2 separate regions of the Mus musculus genome follow, and region 1 is linked to region 2. Evidence: chromatin contacts called from public capture Hi-C data. All regions are on one chromosome and are shown on one strand. The core of a region is the stretch at or near the end of the contact, and the rest is flanking DNA. Distances in the headings are between cores, read along the strand shown. Region 1 holds the start of Zfp326 (zinc finger protein 326). Region 2 holds the start of Spp1 (secreted phosphoprotein 1).

Region 1 (6,001 bases), core at 3,291-5,790, 1.4 Mb before region 2:
TCTTCCTCTTTGAAGCTCAGTCCTACCTTTGTTCTCGCATTTCCCTCTACCAAGAATGTTTTCGCTTTTCCATCTGCTATTTACATAAGAAGGGATGAAATAAGGAAGCATGGAGGATGAGAAATAAAAATCCTTCTAAGACCTGCTGTGGAGAAAATCTGTATCACAGCCTTCTATTCTATTTCAGTAAAAAGACAGAAAACCCAAGGCTACCAATATATCATTGGCTTCATTTGGAACCAACACAACCTTAGTTAGTACTTCCTAAAGTCTACAGTCTTTGTTCAGACTGCCTCAGAGTCTGCATCCCCACCTCCTCCAAGTCTTTGCTCAAATGTCATCTTTTTCTTCAACTTTCCTCTCAAAATTTTTATCTTCTAACATACATTATTTTTAAAACTATATCTGTGTGTTTAACTCCTTTAGACTGGAAATTAGTTCCACAAAGGCAGAATTATCTGTCCATTCTGTTCACAGGTAAAGTCCAAGGTCTCAGAACATTACCTGGATACACAGCAAGTACTAAAAAGGTATTGTTAAATGAAGTCAAACCAAACCCCCGTAATTAAGTTTCTCACTTATAAAATGCAAACAACTAAGACCTCCAAGTATATCCAAGTAGGGGACATTAGCCAGAGGTCAATATTCAGAGGACCCTTTGCCTAAAATTAAGCACCAAGAGGTCTAGGCTATATAGCCTGAACAATACTCATGTGGTAACATTTCTAAGGGATTATGACAATATCTTCAGAGGTGAATCACTACTGGAGTTACATTAGAAAAAATATATAAGATGCAATATTAGGGAGCTTTTAATGTTAGTAATGAAGTAAACTTGACCTATGTAATTTTGAATTCCAAGAATTACCTATAGAAATCACCTCTAATTCTCCAGCAAAGCTTTCTATCATTCCAGAAACCCACTAACTAAACTACCTTACTTTTATTTAACTGTTTTCTACTCATTATTCTGTTAGCCTCTACATTCTGTTAGTTTCTTTTAGGAGACATCTTAACATTTTTAAAAATGAGCATCATCATTTCCCTATCTACAAATGTATTACAATTTTCTTTAGCCAATTTCCCATCCTCTAATCTGGCCTAAGGTTGACACAAAATTAAACTTTGTTAGTCATACTACATCACTGTCTTTAAAAGATTCTTCAGCGCTCATTAAATGCATACTACTTTCTAAATGACAATAGCCCTTCCCAAATCTGAAGTATCTCTTAATTTTTAGAGATGCTAAAAATTAACTATCTCCATAAGAATGGGTCTGGAAAGGCAGCTCAGCAGGTCGGAGCAAGAGCACATGGAGCTGCACACAGCCATGTGTAACCCAGCGCCAGGGGATCCCGCACCTTCTTCTGGAGTGCAACAGCACTGCACTGCACACACATGGCATACACACAGAAAAGCAGGCGTGCACGTGTGCGCACACACAAACATTTTTAATGGCACAGACTTTAGTAGTGCACTTGCTTTGGTTTCATGAATATGTATTTGATACAATAGCCGGATTTTGCACTTGTCTGGTAGTCAAAGATATTTACCACTCCCTCATGTCTTTCAGGCAATGTTTTGTTTTTCTAACCTCCGAATTATTCTGTGCTTCCTTTTTCTGTTATCATCTTAGGCCTTAACACTAATAACTATCAAAACAATATGCATGGTATTCTGCATATTTCTTACAACTACTGCTAATCACAAGCCAACATCAGGCTTTTGTTAACAAGTATCCAAGGCTCTTTATGTTTTCCTTTGATGGTCAGAGAAAAATGGCCTCAAAAACAAAGCCAACACATTTTACAACAAAAGTTGCATAGAACCAAGATAAAAATCTACTTAAATCTATGTAACTGAACATCAATGTCTTGTCAACAAAAGTAATTCAGCCAGTTTCGTGAAAATCAATCACTGAGAAAGTGGTAACAGATAAATAAAAGAATTCTAAGTAAAATAAAACAGATACAAAGTCCAAGTAATCTAACTTCTTGTTCTGACCCCAAGTTCAAATATTATACACAGAACTGGAGATATCACTGTGGCAGAATAATTGGATGGAATTTATGAGATTTCTAGAAAGTCTACATGTACACTTTCTCACACACACACACACACACACACACCATAAAAACAAACACGATATATAGTATGACATTAACACTGAGATTTATAAATCAAGAGTGAGAAGAATATCTGAAACAAAGTGGGCAGGCTTCCTGCATTAATACCTGTGTTTCTATAGATATGAAGAGAATACCAAACTATATCCCCTCAACAAAATTAAAAGGAAATGCAAGAGGACACTCACCGTTAAAGTCCTGGTAAGCACCCCTGCAAGTAGAGTGCACGTAATCTACGAAGACACATAAACAACAAGGAGTTAGTGTGATGTGAGCAAAAGCCCAGACTCTCATCTACTCAGGCATTAAATTAATTACCAAAAAAACTGGGATGCAAATAATTACAAGCATCCACTTGAGGAAGCACATCACCCTTTCACTGCCTAATGGCAATGTAAAAACTATTTAATGTCCATATTTGTAACTGCCAAAAGAGGAGACCCAGTATTAATTTAACTTACACAAAGCAAAGGTAAAACGATTTTTCAAAAACGGTGATGGATGTGAAACTTGGTCTTGTGGAATACAAATGTTTCAAGGTCAGTATTTGTTTTACCACTTCATCTGTTCTCTCTAAATACTTTAGAAGCCTGTCTAAAAAACACATATGCATATATGTATGAGCGTGGGCTGTATCCATCCAGGCATAATGTTAAAGCCTTTATTTAACTCTACAAATAAAGACTGGAAGAACGGAATTGAATATGGAGCTTCTAGATATAACTGAACCCTGGCACATGACAGGATCAGAGTCAGATACACTCAAATCTACAGCCCAACTGCAGCATTGGTGGCTACGGATGGGCTGTTAAGAGATTATTTATCTCTAACATTGTTCATTATTTTTATCATAAGTATAATGAAAGCAAATACTCCAAATCTGACCGCTATTTTTCAATCCTCTACAGAAAATGGATTTCCTTACTGACTGACTCCTCCCACTCTGCACACACTACAAGGTTAACTTCTGGCACACCACATAGGTTGGTAGTGTCATCAAACTTTGGTCTAAAACATACTTTTTCTCTTCAATGTCAACTCTGACTAGTGCACATAGTAGTAATTTAGAGTCACCTATATCAGAATGAGTCACTGTCCAACCCCGAAGCACAAGCAGGACGGTATGCTATCCTGAAGAGCTGAACTATATTTCAAAGCAACCGAAAAGTACTCCGAAAAGGGTGATTCTTTTTCCTATATTTACACTTGACAGCCTCAACCTCTTGTAGCAAATCAAAAATCAAAAGCTCATGCAATACGACCTACGCCAAAAAAGCACACCTCATTCAATGTCAAAGCCCATTTCTGGTGGAGGCAGAGGCTTCCTTCACAAGAAATGAACCGGTTTTATTTAGAAATACCTAGTTCCTCGAGATTACACCCAGTTTAATCCTACAAACTGTTCCTCGGCTCCCTAACACTATCACTACTGTTGATCACTTTATCTTGACACTGATTCCTATAAAAGTTGAGCAAGGTTTGAAGATACCAAATTAACTGTACTTCACGGCCAGGGAAAGCTGAAAAGCAACGTTACAATTCGGTTTATTTAACCAGCAAGTCCAACACGGGCTGCTGTGCACCGATCTAGCTGAACGTGAAGGGCATCTGGGGCTTGCTGTGCCAGAATTCTAACTTAGGTAGCATTCATACACAAGCCCCACCACTACCACCCCTAAAAACAAAAATAATAATGATAATGCACTGGGTCACGGAGCTGTTTCAGACGCGGTATTCACTAGCAGGTAACCTGGGTGAGATATTAGACAGCTCGGTCGGCTACGTGGTAATAACTTGCAGATTCTGGTTCTGGGGGAACCGAAGCCCATCTCGATGGAACGCCTAGAGACGCCCTTTATACTCCTCTCACACGGAGAAGCATCGCACGAGCCCGAGGCAGCCTGTGTCGAGCAAGATTCCAGAGCCCGGGGCGACACGGTGAGGACCGGCTCCACCCGCCACCGGGTCGCTGCCCCGAGGGCCCCGTGGGCCCCGTGGGCCCGGTCGCCGCTCGGCGAGGCCAGGAAGTTGCAGGCGGCCGCGGACGAGGCCCCGAGGCTCGCAGCTAGGCCGACCCCCTAGACAGCAGGGCCCCGGGCCGGCCGCACCCCCACGTGGGGCTCCCGGACCACAGGGCTCCGGGCCGGGCCCGCGGTCGCTGCGCGGCCCACAGAACAAAGCCACACGGCCATCTTGAGGCGGTAAACAGACCCCCGGCGCAGGCCGCCCGCCGCCCTCCCTCCCGCCCGCCCGCCACGGCGGCCCGCCCCGCGCGCCGCTCACCGTCCTCGAAGTCCATGCTCGACGCCGCGGGGCTGACGGTCTCCGCGCTGCGCTCGCTGTGGCCCGCGGCAAGAGCCCGCGATACGGCAGTGTCCACACGACCGGCCCGCGCGACCGACAGCGGCGCTACTAGCCGGGAAGCCGCAGGCCACAGCGAGGCTGGGGGCGGGGTCGGGCGGGCCTGCCAGTCGTCGCAGCACCGCCTCCGATTGGCCGACGCGGGGTGGTGGGCGGGTCTCGCGAGGGGGGCGGGAAGCGAGGCAGTTGTCAGGCTCCTGGGTCCTGACCCTGGGGATCGCGGGGGACGGAAGGTGAAACGGGAGTGCGGAAGGCTGGAGAGGGATGTTCTGGAAGGACTCCGGTTGGCCGGCCATGTTGGAGCCTGGCAAGAGCAACCGGGTCCAGGAGGGAGTGCCTTTCTCTTGCAGAAACTCATTAAATGACATGGCGACCTTTGGCTACTGTTGGCTGAAGGAGTGAGGAGGAGAGATTTTTTTCACTACTTATGGAGTTCCTTCCTCTGACACACAGAAGTGTGGGGCGTGCACAGGAACCCTGATTGCCAAATAGGACAGGATCATAAGACTATCCCAAGACAGGCTGCTAGCCACTGCTGGGTTGAAGGTAGTAAAGCAACTGTGAAAGTTCACAGATGGGAAAGATTTGGCAGGAAGAAAGTAGTCCACCGTTCAGCTCGAAGGGGAGAGGGAGGGAGGGGGAGGAAGAGATTATTCCACTTTTAAAATTGTGTTGGAGCAGATGCAAAGGTATTCACTCAGGAACACTATGGGAAGACTCTTGTGGACTTGAACCACAGTTTTAAATAATTTTCTCTCTGTCCTCACAGAGCAAATGGCATTAACAACAAATTGGTTACCTAGATAGGAAGCCAGACATCAATTCTTTGCACTCAATTTGCTAGACTCAGTTCGGAGGAAGCCGGAAATAAAACTGGAAGCACAGGGAGGTATACCACAGTAGCCCCAAATCTGGGCACGGCTTTGTGTCCTCCTGCTCATCTCTTCCTCCTCCACCCTCCCTGACTCATCCTGTTCTCCACCCTTTCCCAATTCCTTCTCTTCTCCCCTCCCACACATGTTTTCTGTTCACCTGGGCTGAAAGCTGAACTCACAATTTCCCTTCTCAGACCTGCTTATCCTCGTGTATTCTCTTGGCTGTTCACGGGGCGGTGAGCAAACCGCCCACTAATCCCAGCCAGAAGGCTGACTCGGTCCAGTCCACTCGAGACTAGCTCACCGCTCTTTCAGCCTCCTACTTCCAATCCACACACTTTTGTATCTGCTTACCCCACCTAAGATATCTTAGGTCGGCCCCACCCTTTCCATTTTCGTGGCCACTACCTGAGTTAGGATACTCACTGTCTCCCTGCAAAACTCTTGCTTATACAGGGCTGGAGAGATGCCTCAGTGGTTAAGATCACTGACTGCTCTTCTACAGAGGTCTTGAGTTCAATTCCCAACAACCACAAAGAGATTCACAGCCATCTGTAATGGGGTCCGATGCCAACTGGTCATGTCATTCCCACATTAAGGCTCTGAGTAGATCTGTCCAATGCTGCCTAACATAGAACA
Region 2 (5,758 bases), core at 1,850-4,349:
CACATATCAGTACACAACATACATGATCAGTTGCTTAATTCTAAAGTTACCCTTTTCATCCTAATGCAGGTGTCATGTTTCAGCCTGCCAGATGATACAATAGATACAAAGGCTACAATGGATGCAAACTATCCATTGGTCCTCTAGACACTCACTTCTAAGCAAGAAGCTCCGGCTACCTAGCCTGTGTGGCTTGATTAGTAGCTGCTCATTAGCAGTTTAGGGTTTTGTTCATTTATTGTTTGTTTACTTTAATTTTTGTGTGTAACTGTTTTGCTTGCATGCGTAGTAGTGTTCCATGTATCTGCCGAGCCCCAAGGAGATCAGAGGACTACAACAGACCCCTGGAATGGAGTTAAAGAAGAATGTGAACTGATATCTAGGTTCTGGGAACTGAACCTGGGTCCTCTGTAAGAACAGCTCTGCCATCAATCCAGCCCAGCTGTTCAGTTTTGAGAAATTAAAACACAATACCTGTGGCGCAAGGAGATTCTGCTTCTGAGATGGGTCAGGCACCAGCCATGTGGCTATAGGATCTGGGTGCAGGCTGTAAAGCTATTTCAAAAAAAAAAAAAAAAGTATGCATTTGCTATTATTAAAAAAAGAAACACAGAGCTCTGTAAGCCATAACCTTAACATGAACAACGAGTGCTTATCTTTAGGAGTATATTCTTAAAGGCTTTTTAAATATTTTCTTCTGCTCCTACATCGCTGAAATTCTAGAAAACTGACTTTTGAGCTTTTCGGCTACATCCTAAATCCCATTTGATGACTTATACTGTTACTTCTTTTTAAAATGCATCCTTGTATTTAAAAATATTTCTCTTGTGACATTTTAAAGTACTAGTTATGGTCTCTCTTTCCTGTATGGAAATGTTAATTCTCCCATCTTGTTATTGTAGTTGAGCACCCATGTTCTCCAGACTGTTGGAAGACAGGCAGCCCCACCACCAGCTCACACATTCTGTGCACAAGTGCTTCCCTGACTGTCTTCGCTGAGCAATGAAACTGCAATGACGCTCTACACTTGGACCTGAACTCTGTGTGCCTTTTTGTCCAAGCACAGGGTCTGTGTTACACCAGCATATTCTTACCTATGTGGAGGCACAGGTATGCCAATGCTGCTGGTCTTATGTTGAAACATGTAAAGGTACTGGTTTGGTTTTCATTCTCATTTAGGAAAATGTGATCTAAAGTCAGCTAATAGATCCAAACAGCACAAATGGACTTTTCTTTTCAAGATGGACTTGGATGGTATTGTAAATATCATAGTCATATGATCAGCTCCAGCTGACATCTGAGTGACCTTCTAAAGTCAGCCTGCAGGATTTTCCAAGCATGCTGACTCAGGAAAGAACCAGTCACTCAAGGTCCTGTGACCTGCTTTATGTAAGTAGCAATTGTCTAGAACATGCTTTTATTATATTAAAAATCTAATTATAAGAGAATCTGTTTATTAAAAACAATGGCCGATTTGGTACTGTCTCTGTCTAAAATACATAGTAAGTACTTTGAAATACTCAGGTCTAATTATATAGATGAATAAAATGGCAACAAAAAATTGCTGTTCCTAGCAACCTTTGCGACGCTGGCGAACATTCTTCAGTTAAATGATCAACCCGGAGGTGCTTACCTTCTCCTCTGAGCTGCCAGAATCAGTCACTTTCACCTTTAAAACAGAAAAGTGACAAGGAAATGCGTGTGAGTGTGCTAAAGCTAAAATTCATTTGTTTTCAAGAATTCTCTCTAAGATTCAGCTGTACTCACCGGGAGGGAGGAGGCAATGCCAAACAGGCAAAAGCAAATCACTGCCAATCTCATGGTCGTAGTTAGTCCTGCAACATATTTTATGAGGCACAGTTGATGTCTTGTCAGGTTCAAACACACTCTTGGCACCACTAGATCACCACCAAGTCACCAATAATTTATGGAATCTTTCTACATCTCAGAGAAAATTTCAGTGAGTCAATATTTGTGTGCCTTTTCTACCTCTCCACCTCTCATCCTTAGCAAGGAAAAGGGCAATTTCACAACTCTATTCATCCAAACTTTACGTCTGGAGTCTCAGAGCTTATGCCCCCACTATCTGATGTCTCTAGAGCTCCACACCAAGATTTGTTTCACAGTAATCGAGTAATTAAAGCAACGAACTACCATGAGAGTACTTTCTGCAAGGAAGAAAAAGAGAAAATAGAATGATAAAAGAAAATTGCTTTTTCCATTTGCATTTCAAATGTGATTTTAACTTACATTATACAAAGCTGAAAGAAACAAAGATATCTTTGAATTTGAGTAAGATGTTCTATTTGGACTAATAATAATAATAATAACAACAACAATAATAATAATAATAAAAATAAAACACTGAGAGCAGGCAACAGCTTTTCTGTGCATGTTGATGAGTCTGTGTTATCACACAGGGACCTTAGTGAAAACTGTAAAAGCCAAGTGCAGAAGCGAGAAATTAAGGAAGGTTCTCTTTTGAAGTGAGACAGTTTTCTAAAAATAACTGTATCTGGTTTATATTAATATAGAGGATCCTCCTTTACTGGTCTCCACAGTCATCCAGCCACTTTAAAATGATGCAGACATTTGTTCCAAAGATACATAGAACTTTACAATGTGTGTGTGACAGGAGAGAGAGGGAGAGAGGGAGAGAGGGAGAGAGAGAGAGAGGAGGGAGAGAGAGAGGAAGAGAGAGGAGGGAGAGAGAGAGGAGGGAGAGAGGGAGAGAGAGGAAGAGAGAGAGGGAGAGAAAGAGAGAAAGAGAGAGAGAGATTACTAGCAGATCTCTCTCTCTCCTTTAGAGGACCAACTAGATTTATTTTAACTTCTACATCCAACTGGCTTTGAAAATACCGGGAAACCTGCAATGTACCTGACCAGCTTATTCAAAAAGACCAGAACAGCACGAGTCTGACTAACAAATACGACTGTTGAAAGAATGTTCTCTGGACTCACCCTCAGAATTCAGCCAGGAGAACTGCAGCCTCATGGGCCACTGCAGGCTTACCTTGGCTGGTTTCCTCCGAGAATGCCTGCCGCAGAAGACTGCAAACCCAAGCAAGGATGCTTCTTCAGTGTGAGCTGCTGGTGGCTCAGACCTCCCAGAATTTAAATGCTGGTCCAGACAGTCTCCACCAATCAGGAGGTGGAGTGATGTGTCATGAGGTTTTTGCCACTACCCGGCCCACCTGCTCCTACACTTCCTCCTCTGGTTTTGTGGTTAAAAAAAAAAAAAAGGAAGAAAAGGAAACACACACAAAGCATTACTGATGAACGATGTCATTAACTACCCTTTTCATTTATAGACTGCATTTAGAATCCCGGAAGAGCATCAGGGATCCATAAGGAAAGGAAGAGTAGATCACCCTCACAGAGACTTTGTTTATAGTTACTGAATTAGTAGAAAAACATCAATGGGGATGAAAGGTATGGATTCTCCTATCTAAGTTACAGATAAAGGCCACATGGATACACAATTTGATTCTCTCAGACTTACTTAAATCTAGAAAACTGCTGTCTCGGCAGAACTTTCAGACCCTCCCTTTTGCCTTTGTATTCGGTAGCTTAGGTTGGCCGGGCCACAGTGGCTCTGTTTTGTACTCCGGAAGATCACCATGAATTTGAGGCTAGCCTCGGCTCCATACTGTGTTCCAGGTCAGTTGGGGCAACAGAAAGTGAGACCCTCTCACAAAAGAAACAAAACCTCACAACAAAACGAAACAAAGTAACAACTCAGTTTTGACACTTGAGCTATGCAGCCGCTTGCTCTTTGTGCAAACCACACAGTGACCCTGAATTCCTCTCCTGCCTCCACTGACCTTTAGAGACGTGAACCTCGTGAACCTTGTTGCTCTGTTGGAGCAGCTGGGAGTGATGGTTCTGATGCTATCTAAACTATAATGGCCATATAGAGCAGAAGAGGTGGTTACTCCAGATAGAGCCCGCCTAAGCAAGCAGTTTGTGAGACTGGAATGCTTGCTGGGTGGGGAAGCTGCAGGAGCCAGACTGCCTTTCAGTCCTTCTGTAAGCAGTGCCAGGTGTGACCTTGGGCAAGTCACTTAGTCTATCTACAGGACAATGGATTAGTGTAAGTGCAGTTGATAGCACTTCACATTTTGCAATGCTCCTTCCCCCACATGTTAAAGAACGTGTATATTTTAACTATTACAGAAATCTTCAGCAGAGGCAAGGAGCTGAAATTTGTAATGCCTTTGAATTGATCTTTAAGCTGTACACGTTAAAGGGTTCTCTGAATATTTTTTTAAAGACACAGCTTATATTTCTGAATTATCTTTTTTGAGTTTTATTTCCTGGAATATATAAGGTTGGCTACTTAAAAAGATTTTAAAATTTGTATTAACAAAACGTTACTGAATAGTTAAGAGGTATTCAAATGAGATAAAATTATAGGTGAAGCAGACTTCTTTAAATATTTAATACTGCCCTGCAGTTACTTCCTTTCTTTTCCCGAAATGGAGAACACAGGCTTATTACCTTACATCTCCAATGTAAGAGGCATGCAGAAATTGAGATTAAAGTTAAGTCAAACCTTTGTTGTATTAGATATTAGTGCTACTTGCCAAACCCTGCTTTTAATATGAATATAGGTTAAGTAATCTTCTACAGAGTTAGAGTAAGTAGCACAAAACTGTTTTGAGCATTTGGGTTATCTCTTGATAGATGTGTTCTAAATGAATTAATATTATTACTTTGAAGGTCCTTAGCACACACTTTATTAAGATGACTCCTATGACTATCAAATATAAATCACACAGGTTTTTAACGTTGTAAAAACAGACTCCTTATTTCTTTTAAAAGAAAAAAACCTAACAACAAGCGTTTTTGCCCTTTAAGCACAACACCCACTGGAGTTTGTGTTTTCAGTGTTGTTCAGGGAAATTCCACAAATCCTAAGGCAGCAAGCCGTCCACAGGGTTTCACTGCAGTTTACTCTGCGCCCACAGGAATGATTCAACACGAATTAGGGAGGTATAGGAATAGATTTTGCTGGAGCTGCGCCACCTCGAGCTGAACCATATGACCCCTCCAGGACTCCTTTTCATTCTAACTCCCAAGTGCCACACGATGGCAGCATTTCTAGAAAGGGCAACAGACAGCCCTCAAAGGCTTCGAAGATTTTCTGAATGCATCCTTAGAGGCCGACTGTATGCACCCTGTTTCCCAGAATGCCGAGTAAGGAAGTATTTCTCAGCAATGACCCAGTTGGCAACCAGGGCCAGGGACCCTGAGAACCGAAGCACCTCTGTCCCGCTCTGTTGATGCCTTCAGCAATCCCATTGCGACAGGACTGTCTGCTTCCCTCTTCCTACACTCATACCAGCGACCTTGAGGATGAGGCTTTGCACTGGGAGCAATTCTGCAAAGCAGAGGACAAAACGCTCTTCTAACTCGAGGAGGCACGCGCTTTTGCTTTCCGAATCCAACTATGCTGCTGACATTTTCCCTGAGTGGGAATTTGTAGTTGTTTAGAATTCACACATTAAACAATTTAAATGCAGCACTGTTAGTTAGCTCTTGTATTTCTAAGTCTCAGGCTCAGCTAACAGTTGGTAGATAGGAGCAAGAGTTTAAAATGCCCAAATTCTTTGTAAATCTTGTCAGTGGAAATAAAGAAGTTTAGTTGCAAAGGGTAATTTGTGATCTTAAAATGTAAATACTGTAAGAAGTTAGATAGAAACATAAAGAATATTGTTGTTCTCTTGTTTACATAAAAATTCCCACATCACTGGAA

Evidence for each region. Capture Hi-C pulls out chosen DNA fragments and counts their contacts.
Region 1: a contact with region 2 is called in a capture Hi-C map of macrophages, with 4 times the contacts expected there. The contact joins the promoter of Zfp326 here to the promoter of Spp1 in region 2. A contact is called at or near these places in 3 of 39 promoter capture datasets (cranial neural crest, embryonic stem cells and pre-B cells) and 3 of 9 other capture datasets (adipose tissue, liver and macrophages).

The regions. Positions count from the first base shown.
Region 1 is chr5:105,875,107-105,881,107 of GRCm38.p6, reverse strand. It overlaps Zfp326 (zinc finger protein 326), which reads right to left and starts at 4,540. Exons shown (of 12, transcript NM_018759.2): 1 at 4,410-4,540; 2 at 2,315-2,359. The coding sequence starts at 4,425.
Region 2 is chr5:104,432,452-104,438,209 of GRCm38.p6, reverse strand. It overlaps Spp1 (secreted phosphoprotein 1), which reads right to left and starts at 3,099. Exons shown (of 7, transcript NM_009263.3): 1 at 3,014-3,099; 2 at 1,768-1,835; 3 at 1,634-1,669; 4 at 475-555. The coding sequence starts at 1,821. RefSeq lists enhancers at 2,212-2,248, 1,998-2,317, 3,129-3,175, 3,793-3,801, 3,806-3,833, promoters at 3,013-4,003, 3,054-4,534, 3,077-5,758 and a cis regulatory region at 4,483-4,497.